Regions from separate parts of the Danio rerio genome. Here region 1 is linked to region 2. Evidence: chromatin contacts called from public Hi-C data. All regions are on one chromosome and are shown on one strand. Each heading gives the region's core, a stretch centred on a gene start, on an enhancer-like site or on the middle of the called end of the contact. The rest is flanking DNA. Distances are from core to core; before and after follow the strand shown. Region 1 holds the start of blvrb (biliverdin reductase B). Region 2 holds the start of dvl3b (dishevelled segment polarity protein 3b).

Region 1 (3,739 bases), core at 995-3,494, 260 kb before region 2:
GGTGAGAGTCAAACAAATGAAATTACATAACGTAATTAAACATTATTTAATATAAAATTAAACATAATATTATTATAATAATGTAATGTTATGTAATAATAAAATAAAATGCACAAATTTGTCCACCAACCCCACTCATAAAGCAGTCCAGAAGTCAAATTGATTAAATTCAACGTTATAATTTCATTTTAAGAAAATTAATCATTTAAAATGTAGAGACTGCATTAAGATTAAACTTAGAAAATAAGTTTGAGTGATATAAAACAACAGCTAAATAAATGTATATGAAATAAAAGTAGAAAGGGTGCATTTTAGGACTGTTGGGCCTTGCTAAGGGCAAACTAAACCTGCCCCTGCACTTCACTATAGCGTGGTTCAAAACACGCTAGTATATACTGCAAGTTACTTTAGTATTATTAAGCTGCTGATTAAGACTGATTGATTTTGAAATTGAGGTAAGGTTGATTCACATTCGGTCTTTCTCCTTAATAATATAGCCTAATTAAAAGTATTCTTTGCAAACTCTAAATAGGAAAATCATGTTAGCACCTTATAACTATCAAAGTACAAGATCATTAAAAGTCAAATAAATAGTGCAAACGTTCTTTTAAAGTCATATTTATATGCGATTTCAGACTGAATATTAAAAGTAGATTGATAAACAATATAGGGACCGTGTCACATGTTGTCAATAAACAAATGTGCAAATAAAACTTCAATAAACTTGAAAGATTTGATTCTCGTCACATTGCATTAACAGTTTAAGAAAAAAAAAAAAAACTCAGTCCATAAAGATATTGTGTAAGAGTTTACCTCAGACAAGAATATTTTTGTGAAATTATGTTATTAAGAAAAAGTCTGAATGTGTGAATATAAAACTTTATCTCAATATACTACAGTAGTACTGTATGCAACATTCATTACCAAAGGCTTGTAGATACTATACAGCAGTGGTTCCTTAAAGATTTTCTCCAAGTTCCACCATAATAAGCAGTATTGAAATACTGTAGCATAGTGGGCCCAGTGTAACAGCTACAGTTCTGTACAGTTTAAAAATGAGGCAATTAATATTTATTATCGAGAGTATTATTGTCAGCCACTTTAAACATTACAAATTGTTTGAACATTAACCCTGTACTGTGCTTATACGTAAAAAAAAAATGTCAACATTAAAATTAAAATGTGCTTTTAAAAGTTAATAATGACAGGTTACTGTTCTTAAAGTTTAAAAAAAACTCCTGTACTTAAATGTAAAGTATCAACACCTGGAAATATAGGCTACATTTCATCATACATAATCATTTTTAAATATATGTATGTACATACAGTATGACATTTTTGATTCCTCCGTACCACTAGTGGTACACGTACCACAGTTTGAGAACCATGAAACACTTCACTATAGTTCAAAACACGCCAGTTTATACTGTAAGATTCTTTAGTATTATTGAGAAATTGATTAAGACTATGTTAAATCTGGATTAATTATTTTTTTTAATTGAGGTAATTTACACATTAAACTTGATTCACATTCGGTTTTTCTCCTTAATAATATAACCTTATTTCAGAAAAGTATTTGCTCATTCTAAACAGGCAAATCATATTAGCATCGTCTATTATATATATATATATATATATATATATATATATATATATATATATATATATACTGTAAGTTACTTTAGTATTATTAGACTAAGCTACAAGCAGTCAAAAATCATATTGAAGCCAATGACTTTCAAAGTAACGTTACAACATTGTTTACAGTCAACTAAATAGTGCCAATGTTATCTGTAAGTCATATTTACATGCGATTTCATTCCGAATATTTAAGTAACGTTAGTTTGATAAACAATATAGGAATATGTGTGTTGTCAATGAACGAATGTGCAAATACAAAACCGATTTCAATGAATTTAAAACATTCAATTCTCGTCTATCAAAGCGAAACAGTGCATGAAGTTGCAGTAAGAACACGTTAAAAAACATCTCATTCCCCTAAGACATTGTGTAAGAGTTTACCTGAGGCCACTGCGATAGGTAAGGTCGCTAACCCCGTCATTCCCGTGCAGCCAAATATCGCCACATTTCTTACAGCATCGGACATATCGACCACTAGAAAAGCTCTCGGTCAGTTCTACGTTGAAACGGAGATTTGCAACAAGACCCAACGCTTAGGCTCAAGTTATGTATCCAGCTGATCTTGTTCGTTATGTCAGTGCTGTCATTTAAGAAACGCCTCTTTCAGGAAAACTAAAGTGGGCGTTTTTGTCGCATGCTAATTTATTTTCTCTGTTTGCTGTTGTTTCTACAACTACATGATTGACTTCTCAACTGTCCAATCACTGATTGCGGATAACCAGCTCTGACCAATCATAGCCCAGAACGAACAGATCAAGGGCGGAGCTTGTCTGTGCAGAACGTAACACGCCTATAACTGCAGAGCTCCTCCTAAAATTATTTTAAAGGTAAAACGACTCATAAATTGCTTGCTAGAATGGATAAAATGTACAAATGCATAATGTGCCAATGTACTGGAAACTTTGTGCTTTAAATATACTGTTTACTCCAATAAAAACGTAGGTGAAAAACAAAATAAAGTGCATTGCATGTAACAGTAAGTTTTAAAACTGGTGTAGTTAAGGCTAAATCCAGGTCTTACTGCAGTGAGTGACACCCAGGAGCAATAACAAATAACTATAATACAATAATAATTGCTGCTCCATTCCCCCCCCCCACTCCCCCCACCCCCCCAAACGTATTAAAGCAGGATTGATTCTGATTGTTTGGCAGTGTTTGTACTAATGTTCATCAGCTGGAGAAACGAATTATCATGTTATCATTATAGTTGTAGTATGGACTGATCTCCTTTACATTTTTAAAATTATTTTATTGTTATAACTATCATTCAATCATATCCTATATACATATATGCATTGAATAAGCTAAATTGGCCATAGTGTGAGTGTGTGTGTGTGTGTGTGTGTGTGTGTGTGAATGAGTGTGTATGGATGTTTCCCAGGACTGGGTTGTGGCTGGAAGGGCATCCGCTGTGTAAAACATGCTGGATTAGTTGGCATTTCATTCCACTGTGGAGACCCCTGATGAATAAAGGGACTAATCCGAAGGAAAATGAATGAATGAATGACTATAGATATAGTATAATACACTTTACAACAGTATATGGCTCAAAAACTCTGTTGTTTACTACAGACAAATTACCAGTTTAAAAACATTCAGGATACGCACGCAGCGAGGTTGCAGAAAAAAACCCGGGAGCACTAGCATTTACAGCAAAGGAATGACATCCGCTGTGGTACAGAGTTTGTTGTTGCATTAGAATTAAGTTATATTGATTACATATTATATATATTATTGACATAATGCTTTCAGTGTGTTATAACAGCTTGTCACTCAGTGATATAAGCACAGTGATTTGGCAAAATTAACATTAAAGTGAGCGGCGTTCGTCTGACAGGTCCAATTGCGTTAGCACCCTCCCAATGGATACTGGATATGAAATGGCCAAGCATCCAGCCCCAAATATACAACTATCTCATTGAAACTCATTGAAACTACAGGTGTTTTGACAAGAGAGAAGTTAAAAGCCTACAAGTTTTTGGATGCCTATATTATTGTTCTGTGTGGTGATGTGCAAGAAATAATGTTCCATGATTACCAGATTCAAAACTATGTAGTGCTAAAAACCGAGGTTCTGCCTAACCAAAGACAAGGAAAG
Region 2 (3,761 bases), core at 127-2,626:
TTTTCCTTTAGCATCATCATTTGATGTTACCGCCATGTTGCTGTCTCTTCCTGTACTAATAACATGCTCACAACATCCAATCAGATAAGAAGAACCAAGAAGGTATTATTTGAAGGCTTGAAAACACAAACTGTTTCTCAATTCAAAGACTGTATTTGTATTGACAAATAGTCACAGGCAAATTAAACTTTAGTGACAAGGCAGCAGTGGCCCGATCGGGCAAGTAACAATCCTGTCTACTGTCCCGAGCATCTCACACGCTGGCCCCGGGCCATCGAGCAGTCCTTATTGTTGAGCATTGACTTGTAACTTTAACTTAATTGGATTGTATTGCAATAATGTGCACCTTAAGTTACTTTGAAACAGTGACTATTGTAAAAAACACTTAAATTGAATTGAATACACTTATATAGAAAGTAAAAATCATCTTCCACAAAGCAATATCGCAAATATCATACGGGAAAATATAAAATCGTGACTATTTTTAATTATAAACATGTAATGCCAGCCCTTTAATCTGGAAAATGTATTATTTTTACCCTCAGATTCCAAATAGTTGTATCTCAGCCACACATTGTCCTATCATAATAAGTCAATGGACATCTTTATTTATTAAATTTTCATAAGACTCATAAATCTCAATGTCCGATAAACTGACTGACAGTTATGACTGGCTTTGTGATCAAGGGTCACGTTTGTCAGGCTAGCTTTTACAATGACCTGGTAACAATACACACATTAAAGCTGATGTTGTGTGAGAGAAACCGACGGGTTTCCATGTAAAACGCTATAAAACCAAAACAGAGCCGTTAAAAGTGTTCAGACTGAGGGACGACACTCAACTGACAGGAACAACGGACGATACAGATACAAAGGGGTTTATTGTCTTTTAACGTGCCTTACCCGAAATCATCGTCCATGGATTTGAAGAAGAATTTGTAGTTGGGTTTATTAAGGACATTTTTGAAGTCGGCTAGAGTGACGTTTTCAGCGGGAATGGGCAGTTTGATGAGGTAGGGAGTCTCCTGCTCGTCGAGGTGATAGATGATCTTGGTCTCCGCCATGGCGGGCCGCTGCTGAGGGACAGGCCGCGCGCATCAGCTCAACAGCGGCGTGCGCTTCCCACTTCCACCGCTGAACGCCGGAGAACGCCACTCAAGCTCTGCGCTCTCCCTTCAGACAGCGACAATAACACCCCAAAACACAGTATCCTTGCTGTCGTAAGTACGTGTCTGATAGTAAACAAGTATTACAGATAATCCTCTGCGTTTTTCTTCCAAAAAAATGAAGCGTAATAATCGCACAGGTCGGTGTTGTCTGCCCTCCCTGTGAATACTGTTGCTTTCTCCTCTCTTCTGTGTCCTTTGGAAACAACTGCCGGCCGATGTGAGATCGCCCCTCCTATCGATTCACCACTGCGCTCCCTCTACAGGACGAGTTATTATTATGGCATATTATACTGCTCTTTGGATGGGATTCATTTCGTTGTTTGACGTCTAGAGGGGAGAAATGCGCTTCTCAGTTACGCAAGGAGACCTTAAATGAAGCCATGCTTGCATATTAATCACGACTCAGATAAACTTGGCTCGTTTTGGCCTAATGTCATGTCTGAATTGATTGGTAAATTAGTTTTAATGTCTTTGAATGTTTACAGATGTGAGCTTGTGATCTGACAGGTCTGCACCTGGGTGTCGTTTCTGGAATTTACCTGAGGAGGTCTGTCAAAGGCTGTTGATTTATGATTGGTGCGCAGATGACGCCCTCTAGAGGATGAAACTGTTACTGTACAGCGGCTCAACTCTGGTGACCTCTGGAGGTGCACGAGCTAATTTTTATCCAAATTACTTTTTAACCAGTTTGACATGCATGCGCTCAGTGGGCTGAATCTCGTGGTCTCGGTTATATTTCACCTCTAAAATAATAAAAACAGGAAATAATATGTAATTACGATATTATATTATTATATATCAATGTGTGTATTGTAAGTGATTATATACACTCACCGGCCACTTTATTAGGTACACCTCACCAGTACCGGGAACTGCCTTTAACCTGGGTCGCTGGTTCGAGCCTCGGCGTTTCTGTGTGGAGTTTGCATGTTCTCCCTGCATTTGCGTGGGTTTCCTCCGGTTGCTCCGGTTTCCTCCACATTCCAAACTAAAGACATGCGGTACAGGTGATATGAGTAAGCTAGATTGTCCGTAGTGTACGAGTGTGTGTGAATGTTTTCCAGAGATGGGTTGCGGCTGGATGGGCATCCGCTGCGTAAAAACGTGCTGGATAAGTTGGCGGTTCATTCCGCTGTGGCGACCCCGGATTAATAAAGGGACTAAGCCGACAAGAAAATGAATGAATGAATATATACTCAGATAAACTTGGCTCGTTTTGGCTTAATGTCATATCTGAATTGATTGGTAAATGAATTTTAAATGTTTTTAAATGTTTACAGATGTGAGTTTGTGATCTGGCAGGTGTATATATATATATATATATATATATAAATCAAGGATCTTGGTCTCCGCCACATGCTGGCTGCTGCTGATATATATATACACACACACACACACTCACATCTGTCTATCTATCTATCTATCTATCTATCTATCTATCTATCTATATATATATATATATATATATTTTTTTTTTTTTTTTTCAGGCAATTCCTGGAAATCCCAAATGCTTCTGTCGCCAAATAGCACCGCCCATTCACAATTGGCGTGAACTTATATTTTATTAAACAACAGAAGCTTGCACTTCAAAATCAAATTGTGGTTGTAAAGATAACGAAGACTGAAGTATGAGCATATGAACAAACAATGACAAAGACTAACAGATGAGACTTCACAGCCCATTTCGTCTCTGAGAGAAAAGGCAAGAAACCCTTTTTATTAAATAACTGAAGTGAATGTAAGCATTTTCTGATACTCCAAGTCCGACTTGCAAAGTACAGTTTGCTTAAAAGTATTCATTGCATAGCCCACAATAATCACAAAACATTTTGTTCATATTACATGGTAATTTCACTGTTAACGCTTTTCTAAACAACGACATTCGTAATTGGTAAACCATTAGTAACCACAAATGCTGTCATTGTAAAAGCATATTAGAAATAATTAAATCGAAATTTCAGTTATTAAATTTATTGTAGCAATTTCAAAACCATTATAAATGTCTAGCAATGTCCTGAATGGGTCACGTGGCTGAAACACATATCAGAGCACAAGCTGACAGGATCAGTAACACATTTACTCAGTAAAGTACACAGTGTTAAAAGAGGGTAGAAAACAACCCTATTTATTGTTGGCCGTGCAGTGTTTAAGCTTCAAGTCAACAAAAGCCATGATTCTATAACTTAGAGAAACTATTCCACTTGGCGATGAGTGTCTGTCATAAAACCTCTTACGCAAGAAGGAGAAATCCAGGGTAGGAAACCTCAAAGTGCTCTCTGATGTCTTTTATTACCTTTAAAAGTGAACCTGTCTTCCACTGTGCTTGTCAGAAAGGCCACCAATGATCTGCTTGGACCCGTCCACCTGTACTAACACCCACCACACTCACTGCACTCTCACAAATAATAAATCTCTTCCCATTGAATATGTACTCATTTAAAGGAAATATGCCTATAAAACAAAATGGAGTGAGTGAAAACACTTTCTTTAAAAAAAAAACTAATCTTGACTCCTGAAAACAACATCTTGTGTTGTCAAAAAAGGGTCACCAATGTCACGCTAGTATGGCTCAAATACACACAAATACAGGCT

What was found. Hi-C and Micro-C count contacts between places; a contact is called where the count stands out from the background.
Region 1: a Hi-C map of embryo shows a contact between it and region 2, with 2.3 times the contacts expected there. The contact joins the promoter of blvrb here to the promoter of dvl3b in region 2. A contact is called at or near these places in 1 of 18 Hi-C or Micro-C datasets (embryo) and 1 of 4 datasets of contacts at active chromatin or transcription factors (embryo).

The regions. Positions count from the first base shown.
Region 1 is chr18:49,151,565-49,155,303 of GRCz12tu, reverse strand. It overlaps blvrb (biliverdin reductase B), which reads right to left and starts at 2,244. Exons shown (of 5, transcript NM_001002686.2): 1 at 2,023-2,244. The coding sequence starts at 2,107.
Region 2 is chr18:48,886,186-48,889,946 of GRCz12tu, reverse strand. It overlaps dvl3b (dishevelled segment polarity protein 3b), which reads right to left and starts at 1,376. Exons shown (of 15, transcript XM_068214968.2): 1 at 904-1,376. The coding sequence starts at 1,064. rnpepl1 (arginyl aminopeptidase like 1) reads right to left here. Exons shown (of 11, transcript NM_001348188.1): 11 at 2,666-3,761.